Regions from separate parts of the Mus musculus genome. Here region 2 is linked to region 1. A link is a contact called in public Hi-C data. All regions are on one chromosome and are shown on one strand. The core of a region is the stretch at or near the end of the contact, and the rest is flanking DNA. Distances in the headings are between cores, read along the strand shown. Region 1 has its middle 22 kb from the start of Gm39231. Region 2 holds the start of A330008L17Rik (RIKEN cDNA A330008L17 gene).

What was found. A called contact is a pair of places that touch in the nucleus more often than the background predicts.
Region 2: a Hi-C map of cerebellum shows a contact between it and region 1, with 2.0 times the contacts expected there. The contact joins the promoter of A330008L17Rik here to the enhancer-like site in region 1. A contact is called at or near these places in 2 of 39 promoter capture datasets (hippocampal neurons and liver), 1 of 484 Hi-C or Micro-C datasets (cerebellum) and 2 of 115 datasets of contacts at active chromatin or transcription factors (embryonic forebrain and embryonic midbrain).

The regions. Positions count from the first base shown.
Region 1 is chr8:97,859,467-97,864,481 of GRCm38.p6, reverse strand. No RefSeq gene overlaps it. Among named protein-coding and RNA genes, the nearest start is that of Gm39231, 22 kb to the right of the region's middle. Within about 2 kb of position 2,786, at least 2 of the 459 cell types and tissues checked have an H3K27ac peak or open chromatin away from gene starts, as enhancers often do. A contact at or near this core is called in cerebellum, where this site is marked.
Region 2 is chr8:99,414,028-99,419,042 of GRCm38.p6, reverse strand. A330008L17Rik (RIKEN cDNA A330008L17 gene) reads right to left here and starts at 2,369. Exons shown (of 5, transcript NR_132435.1): 1 at 2,266-2,369. Cdh8 (cadherin 8) reads left to right here and starts at 2,572. Exons shown (of 12, transcript NM_007667.3): 1 at 2,572-2,961.

The sequences.
Region 1 (5,015 bases), core at 1,537-4,036:
CCCATTTTGTTTTTCAGTTATCCCTTTCCCTCTATTAAAGACTTGAGCTGGTCAGAAAAATGATATTGGCATGGCCTCATATTCACTTGTCTTCATTTTGCACCAAACTGAAAATAACCTGTGCTTTTACAAAGTCAAAAGTTACAGGAATGTATTTGGCATAGTTTTACAAATTCAAGAAATCTAAGTGGAAGGCATGAATAATCTACTGACATGGCTTTAGCCCTTCCAAACTTAATCCCTAAAGCATTGGGAAGTGTGACTTTTCAAAGATAGTTAGGTCATGAGGGCTCTACCTTCATGAATGGATTAATGTTGTTATTAAAAAAAAAAAAAGCAGTTCAAAATGGATTCACCCTGGCCACCTCCTCTGCTTTGTAAGGACAATGGATTTGCTTTCTCTTGCCCTTCTGCTGTGTCAAGAGGTATCAAGAAAATACACACCAAATGTCAGAACCTTGAGCTTGGCATGAGAGACTCTAGAGACGTGAAGGAGTAAATGACTGGGCTTTGTAGATGAACCTGACATATTTTCTAATAGCACAAAACAGGCACAGACAAACGAAGAAGCCTTAACTCTTGTGATATGAAGAGTTGTGCTTTAGATGTGTGGCTACAAAACACAGTTAAAGAAGATGGGGCATGGATGAGCAGAGAAGACCCTTGTTAAGCTACCAGGACAGACCAGACTTTCTTTTTGGAACCTTTGTTTTATGGGTGGTGTAAGCAAAATGCATTAACTAAGTTGACAATTTTCCCACCAAATTTAAACAAACCCTCAGGTTTCATTTTTTTCTCCTGAATTCAGAACAATAAACAGTTTTGTTTAAATATAATGTATGTGGTCCCTATTTGAATTCACTTGCAGTGGTTCAAGGGCACATAAGGGACCGCGGCAATGCTGCCTTAGATTGCTTATTCCCGAGGTGCTAATCCCTCGATCATCATAAAAAAGATCATAATTATTTCTAGATTTCCTTGCTGCTGTATGACTTGCAAGCCCATACCCAGACACTGGTGTCATGTATATTTTATTAAAACCTCACCAAGCTTCAGCAAAGATAACTATTCATACCTCCAGAAATTTTTATTCCTGTTTATCCACAATGGGTGAAAGCAGCATGCAAAATAAATGAAGAATGATACCGCAAATGTCTTTAGAGAGATATTAGAAGAGAATCAGCAGAGAGGGTTATGAAAGTTGCATGAGCCATAGATTAGCTATGCATATGCTACAGCGGTCAGAACATTTTGTATGTCATGCTACATACCAGCCCCAAATAAAATTTTTTCTTAAATATATGACATTCTAGCCTGGGATAGGGAGGTACATTCTGACTTTATTGTTATTTTGAAAAATGAACATCCCTCTGAACACCCTATTCCCAAGAAACCTCTCCGCATATTTTCCTGATCATTTTAAACCAGTCCTCTATACTTGAGCATTAGACGACTTTGTTATATGTAAGCCCTAACATTATTGTGGGAACTTGAATAGTGTTCCATTTCTTAATGTAGTTCATACGTCTTTTATCACAGTGTTCCTATTGTACACTGAAGCTGAAGATAGAAAATAAAGTGTTTAAAACCAGGTCAATAGGTTCAAACAGCAGCATATTTTAAAAGTGTCCAGAAACTCTTTCTGCTCAGGAGTCATGTGGAAAATTAGAAGACCTAGAGGCGCTCTTTCACATAGGTATTTTTTTTTCTCTAATTAACATGTGTCAGGCAGGAATGAAGGGGAATACAGGATGATATCTCAGACAATGCACTGGAGAGGCTATTCAGAGAGCACAAGGTTAGCAAATCTACGGATTAACTTAGTCATTTTATTTTATTTTATGTATGTCTTTGGTCCCTCCATAAATAGAATGGATAGGGTTTTATTTAAAAATGGAAGGTCAGAGCTGGAAGAACATTAGACACAATTTAGTCTACTATGTTTATTTATGAAGATGAGGGCACTAATCCAAAAGGTCAAGGGAATTTCTGCTGTCCGAGTAGCACAGGAGAGATGCTACAGGGAGGAACCTCTCCTGCTCCCCAGGGTCAGCTCTTCCACTGTGTTTTGTGTTATGAACTAAATGTCTTATGATTCAAGTAAAAATTAAAAAACAGTTTTAAATATTTTACCAGAAAATTAGAGATTATAATAGACTGAAAGCACAAGGTTTTGAAAATCTCTCTCTCTCTCTCTCTCTCTCTCTCTCTCTCTCCCTCTCCCTTCTCTCTCTCTCTCTCTCTCTGTAACTTAAATAAATTGCGGTTCTTTGTGGGATGTGTAAAGTCATAGTGTCGTAGAGTAGCCTCAGTCTTAAAAACTGCAATCAAGCCTAGCGGTCCTCATTTCAGTGTACGGTTGCTGCTCTTATTAAAGGACTTTGGATCACTTAATTACTGAACCTGAAATATTTTTCCTTTGTTCCTGTTTGGATACATCAGATGATAGTATTTCCAAATTCACATAGTTGTTATGATGGTTATATGCAAAGGAAGTATTTTACCCTTTTTAGAACAAGCTTGTCCTTACTATATGTTAGCACCTGATATTGTAATTATTGCCATTACCATAATAAAAGGAGGAGTTTTGTGGTTATAGTATTGAACCAAGATTCAGAGCATTGGGTTGATAAATTAATTTACTTTACATTTATTACCTTAGCAGTGTAAAGAAATAGGAAGACACTGGTCAATTCTCATGCAATAAATGAAAGAAACACAAAGTATGCACAGTCGTCCTGGCTTCAGAACACACAGACAGATGGCCTGGTTTGACAGATTGGATTTCCAATCCTTCTGCAGTCTTGTAAAGTTCAGTGAAATGAAAACCACATTGTAAGTCATGGTACAGAGAATCAAGCATTTGGCCAAAGCTGAAATGCATGTGATGGCTCAAAGTAAATAATCTAGAAAACAACGGCTCCTAGATGAAGGGATTTCTTCTGCACAAAATTACTAAGCCACATCTTCTGACTGGTTGTGATCTGGCAAAATATAGGAAAACCCATTCCCCATGTATAGAACTTATATAGGGGTTGGCCATCTTCCTAATAAACATCCTACACGTGCTATCTACTAACATGTGCACTGGGGGAAATACTCCAAAAATTTTCTAATTAACTCTAAATGTATACATATCAGTTAGGACATAAGTTTGAAGCTTGGAGTACCTTAGAAAAATTAACCCCTAGGATAATTAATGCTAATGCTACATTAGTAAGAATGCTATCATTTCAGGTTTTTTAATTTTATTTAAAATCCTTTTTTTTTTTTCCTACTGAAAAGTTACAAAGGTCTTCCCATTAAGTGAGGTGTATGATTTGGCATAGCTCATTCAAGTAGACACCATGAACCGTCTTTGTTCTTCGTAACTTTGAAATGCAAAAGCAGAAGAGTATTCTAAGATGCTAAATGGCCTAAGTACCATGAAACGGGATATTTTACCTCAGATCAGTTTCCAATAAGAAAAAGATTTACAAATGACATAAGTGTGCTCCAGTTTGTAAGTGGAACACAGGCTTAAATACCTTAAGGAGTATTGACAAATTGAATCAACAAAGAAACAGGATATGAAAAAAATTCATAATGAAGATCATAACATGGCCATATACATTTATTTCACGATGAAGACACTCACATGGTAAGCTTTTAATGGTGTTCTCTTTGATTAAAGCTTGCATTATGTACACTTTTTCAGTCACTGACTTAACAAAGGTTGTCACAAGAAGATTTTGCCCTATGTTTCACTCCATGGAACTGAGGTATCACACTAAAACATCTGAAAACAAATTAAACATTAATCAGCAGGTATGTGTACCAAGATAGCATTCTGAGAGCAAATTAATTAATTAATTAATTAATATAAGTGCAACTGAGTTTCTGAAAAAGAAATTTACCTATGACTCCTCACAGAATACCTGGATGGGCATTTAGTATCTCTCCCCAAGGCCCTCTTCCCACATTACAATATCAACACATCAGTCTTCGAAGTTAGATAAAAGGAATCTGATGAGGACCGCGTTAACATTTATGTTGGGCTTAAATAAAACATGAAACTAACAACTTGAAAGAGCCCGCGAGTTGAGCAAGCCGCATTCACACCACTATTCAAGAATTATTCATGAAGGCTCAGAGCGTCTCCAGACTTGAGTTGCTTCTATCTGATTTTACTTAAAGTTCTCCCTGGCAGTGACTGTTTGCAGATCTCTCATCTGCAGAGATAGGAAGCGTGCAATAACAGGAAGCAGCAGCGTCAGCATCTAATGACAGCTAAGTGTCCTAATTGCTTGATCATCTTCCTTCCTGATTGTAAAATATCCCTATTTATTGGGCTAGTAAAGGTGACACAGTGGGAGGAAAGGAAAAGGTTTACATTTAAGGAAAGGAAATTAAATGGAATGATCCTATTTTGAGAAAATGTAAGTCTTTTCCTGAGTTCAGGGTTCAATCAAGTTCCACGCATTTGATTGATAAAGCCTATCCTTGCCTTATCTTTAAGCAAAAGCTTGGAAAATTGACACTTTTGACCCAGGTATATCCATGACAGAGGTTCTTTTAGACATCTTCTCAAGGAAACTATGTATCTTTTTCGGTTTGTTTCTTTTTATTTGAACTCATCCTATTTAAAATGTGCACATTTTCAGTTCTAGGATCAATGATATCTGAGGGACTAAAGTGCAGCAGTGTTTATATTATGAGAGTTTGACATCTTTTATTGTTTAGTTTAAATGTGCAGAAATAAGAGATTTTAAGATTTTTTCATTTTAAAGATAATCATATAAAGTGATACATGTGCTAATTAATTGCGTCATTTTTCACAGTGTGTGAGTATATAAAATTATTATTTGGCATGTCTTAAACATATATTATTTTGTTTACCAATTACATTTAGACAAGTATGTGAAGAAGAAAGGTCTTGAAGAATTTACAAATAGAATGTGAATATTACAAAATGATCTCTATGACCTTCCTCTCATCTCAGTCTTTGCAGTGTCTCAGTTTACCTAGTCACTGTT
Region 2 (5,015 bases), core at 1,120-3,619, 1.6 Mb before region 1:
ATCTTACCCACTCTTCATCCCAGTGAACTCAACTGCCTATCTGGCAGTCTCTGGAGTCAGATAGGATCATCCGGCCTTCTCCAACTTTTCCCACCACTGATAAGTTTCCATTTTGTCTGTGGATGTGATTGTGCCCTACGATTATACTCTGGTCCCATCAAAGCTTTCCTCACTAATCCTTCCTAATGAAGTTCCACCAGGCAAGCAATTTGGGTCACCATTAGAAAAAGCTGGTGTAGTACCATCTTCCTCCTGGGGAACTTGTGTGACTCCAGAGAGTATGCTGAAAAGAAAACACCTTCTTGAGGAAGTACAGTCTCACCACCAAGACATTGCACTGCATTCTATTAAGTGTGGGTGGAATTGTGAAAGAGACAAATGCCTTTGCCTTTCAGCATCCCTGATTATTTTAGAAATATCCTGATAGGGCTTTTAACATTATCTTAATCCTCTTTCACACTTCTTAATCACCCAGACCTCCCTTAAGAAACTGTCAGGAAAGTCCAACTGCAGAGCTTCACATAGAGATTAGGGATGTGGATAGGGTCACCTTAAATTTCAGGGGTCCAAGAGTTAGTGAAGATAACATGCTTTGATATTGCAAGAGTAAACATGCTTCAATGACTGAAACAAATTTATAACTGAACTTGGTGACATTGGATTCTGAATCCCTTCGGCTTGTCAGCTGAGTTTTACTTTTTAGGAAAATTAGATCAGAGGATATCCTCTCTCCGGCAGTCTTTTCTTTTGAGATGACTTTGTTACTTGTGACAATCCGCAGCCTTCAGGAACATATGACCTTTTTTTCCTTCTCCTAGATGTAAGAAAGTACCCCAAGGAAAGGCTCAGACCATTTGTTCAAAGTGAAAATGAATGTCTGAAAATTAAGCACAACCGAAGGTGTGATCTATTTCTTTGTCCACTTGGGACTGTCTAGTCTAACGGCAGTTATAATTTGATTGAGTTTGACTGCTGTTCTTTTCTAAGACAGAATTAGCCAAAGCCAGAATGCCTCCTCATAAGCGAACACAGCCTTTGAATAGAGAACAAACAGCAACTGCTGGAGGGGTAAAATACCCCTTGTCCCCCACCCAAATAATTTACCAAGTTTCTTTCTTTAGTGTCCCCCACCCAAATAATTTACCAAGTTTCTTTCTTTAGTGTCCCCCACCCAAATAATTTACCAAGTTTCTTTCTTTAGGGTAACGAGAATGTGAATCAAACAGATAATAACCTGATAGCCAATGTCTTCAACTTTTTACCGTGAGAGGTTAGGTACAGCATCAAAAAGCCAAATTTGCATAAGTATTATAAGCATATTGTGCCTATTTTTCCATTCTGCTCACTGCGTCTCATTAATTCGAGTCAGACAGTACAGGCTCCACAGCCCGTGCGTCTGCTCCTCTGCACCCCTTCTGCTGCAGCTCTGTCCCCAGATGGTCAAAAACCCATCTTCAGAGCTCACGTCTAGTCTAGTGAGTCAGAAAACAGATAAACCCCTGTCTTCCATGGAAGAGAGTTTTGAAGAAAGGTAAGGGATGTTTAATTTGTCATGTATTTCACAGTGTTTAAATGACAAACAGAGATCGATGCCGCTGAATATTTCCACGTGTTAGTCTTGATGGCCACAAGAAAAGAGACCTGGGTCTATGGGTCTGTGGCCCCTATATGCATTGGCTTATACTTGGGTGCGGATTTTGATTTGTTTTGTTTAAAAAAAAAACAAAACAACTGAGTGCTTACGAAATTCTATCATTAGACTGGGCAATCCAAGGGTAGGGCATCACTTGGTAGAAAAAGGGGAGATGCAAGGACAGTACTCTCCCCCTGAGGGGGGAGGGAGGGCAGCATGTCAGAGCCACTCTGACACAGCTTTCCAGACCCTCTCTTTATGGCCACAGCAAGTTCTACCCTTTTCCTGCCCATTCACTTCTCTGCAAATCTCTCTTGACTGCCTCTACTGTCCCTTATCTCCCCCCTCCGTCCCTTCCCCCCCCCCCCCGCCTCCCAAAGGAGTAGCAACCCTAGGGCATTAGGACTGATCGACCCACCCCCATGAAACCAGTAGTTTTATCAGGCAGTGGTCTTGCAAACATGCAATTCCTTATGCAAGACGTCTTCAGAATGAGGGAAAAGGTGAATGGTCCACGCGCTGCCGCATCCTCGCCCTCCACAGAAACCAGCTTTGGGCGTCTGAGATGCTTTTCAAGATAATGTTAGCCTTGGGGCTCAGGTGAGACCTAGAGAGAGAAAGCTGGAGGGTACCTCCTGCGCATCCTTTTCTGATCTGCCAGCAGTCTTTATCCAAGAGCTTGGCGGCGCGGCGGGCTGCGCGCAAAGCTTGGAAGGGCTCATCTTCACCCGGTGACTCCGGCGGCGGAGGCGCGCTGGGCGTGCTCGTGAGCGACCAGCGAAAAGTTGTGCGCACTCTTGGTAGGAGGAAAGGGAGTGGAAACCAAGCGCGGGAGAGCGCAGGGGCAAGGCAGGGAGGGGGCGGGGTGGGGGACTGCTTACATGAATTTCCAAGTGGTAGACCTGCCTCTGAGCTCTGCCCAATGAGATCCGTCAGGGGAGGCACCCGGCTCACTTTTCCACATCACTTCACAGTTACATTTGGCAGGCAGGCGGGCTCGCAAGCCGGAGCGCTCGGCCCAGAATTAGTGGATGGATTTGGAATCTCCCTACCTCCTCCAAGCTCCGCCACTGTCACTTTGGGCATAGACCTGAGCGTCAACACCGGAGCTGTACTTTTAGGCTGTGGACGCAGAGCCCAGCGCGCCGGCTTCGCATCCCCGCACCAGGCTCCACAGCTCTGAGAGGCATGAACGCGACCCGGAGGAGATTACCCTGCGCGCGGGGATTCGTGGACATTAGCTGTTCTCGGGAACTGACCCTCAGCTCCTCCAGCCATTTATGAACCCAGAGTCTTGAGGCTTTTCCGCATCCCGGAGCCCGACCTGAGTAAGTACTATCCCCTATCCGCGTACGCCTCCGGGCGGGGAAGAGCCGAGGGGATTGCTTCCTTTAGGAATTCCCACGCGCCCTCACTCACCATACGCACCTGGGGGATGGAGGAACGCTAGCACTGATAACCCTCCGAGCCGCATCTCCTTTCGTTGCTTCTGTAGCTGATGGGGTTGCCTTCTACCTAACCTGTTTTGCAAACTGCTCTCGGAGCCCCATTTTGCCCACCTCCAGTTCCCGCGCCACCCGTTCCTTCTTTGCAGTCGCTTGTCGGTTTCACCCTGGAGACGCAGGCAGGCGCTGCTGCAGCGGTGCGCCTTCACTGCGGGGTCGGTGCGGTGAAAGGGAAATACTCGCCTCCTGCCCAGAGGAGGCAGCGAGCTCGAGAGGAAAGCGCGTTGAGAGGCTAGAGGAGCAGGTTCCTTGTTTTCCGCATGTCCCCACCTCTTAGTCGTGGGAGGGCGACCTCCTCGGTTGGGCCGAGGGCTACCGCTCTGCTGCGAAAGCCCCAGCGCCAGGATTTTCCACAAGTGTCTGTTCCAGCCCGGGGGCGCGGTGCCAGCTGCAAACTTGCGGAGCTCCGGGGCCACCTAGCCACTCTGTAGTCATCAAGATGCTGCTCTGCACTGGCTTAGGACCCACAGACAGACCAGTCAGTAGCAGCGAGCCCGCATCCACAGCCCTCCCAAGCACCCAATGACTTCTCCCTATCCCAGAGCCCACAGTGCATAAAGATTCGCAGTGATCTCCGTGCTTAGCTTTAGCCAACCCTGGGGGTCCAGCCGCGCCCCTGCCAGACAGCAGGCGAAAGGGACTCCTGGCTATGTTCCGCCAGCGTGGTAACAGGTTCATAAGAGACCTACCCTGGTTTCCTAAGGCTCTAGCCAAGCCTGGTAAACCGGGTAAACGTGATGCCTCCGATGCTGATACCAACAGGTATCCAACAATTCCTCCGATTTTTTTCCTTCTTCCTAAGACTAAAACCTCACCTTGCCCAATGCTGTAAAATTCTCAAAGTTTTGTGGTGGTGGCCCCTTGCCTGAAGGCATACAATTTGAGACACGACAGTGACTAGCCTGTTAGCCTCCTGAGCGGAGATGGCAGCTGTTAGCTTGGATGGCTAAACGTAAGAAATCAAACAACATTAATTGTTTATTGTCGTAAACGCACAACATTAGTCTGTAATGGAAAATCAGGCTGGCAGCTGCTCACTTCATCTCCAATTAAAGGGCAGAGCTTATAACCAAGCAACTGGGAGGGAGAAGGGGCCTTTTCAACTTTGCCATGGTTTCTGAAGATTGCAAGCAGTTTCCTCTTTAGGGGGCACGGTCCCAACAATCCCTTTGCGCCACGCAGCTGCTAACCAGATTAGCAGCTATTTTTTTGCTCTGTATTTCAAAGAATGAGAAGAACTCTGATAGTATGCAAGAGCGGTATCCTCTCACATCAGGGACCAGCGCCAGGCAGATAGAGAAACTGGGGTTGCCTGGGACCGTTTCAACATTCCTCTCCTCTTTTGTAACACTTTGACAGCCATCTGGATGCTTAAAAGCCCTCGCTAGACTGTCACCTCTACCTTCATTATTTGAGCATTTCAACTGGAAAACTATATGCGCGAAAGAGATATTTATGTAAGATTTGAAAGTGGGATTTTCCATCCATTCAGTCTCGCTGCTGTACTTCACTGCATGCAAAATGAGCCTTGTCGTTTCTGCTAAACACCACTGAAATTTCTCCCTGGCTACATACAGCCTTTCATCTGCCTGTGTCCGGTTTTGCAGAGCTTTAGTCTGTAATGTGTGTGAGTGTGGGTGGATGTGTAGGGTGTGTGTATGTGTGTGTGTGTGCTCGTGCATGTGCGTGTGTGTGTGTGTGTGTGTGTGTGTGTGTGTGTGTGTGTGTTTCTTCTACTGGGAAGACTTGCACCTTTGAAGGTTCCTTTCTGAGCCATACATTTTTCCCATCAAAGAGAGCTCTTCATAATCGCGCTGTGCAAATAGGTTTACCCACTTCCCTCTATGGCTGAAATTCTATGACTAACCCCCTCATTA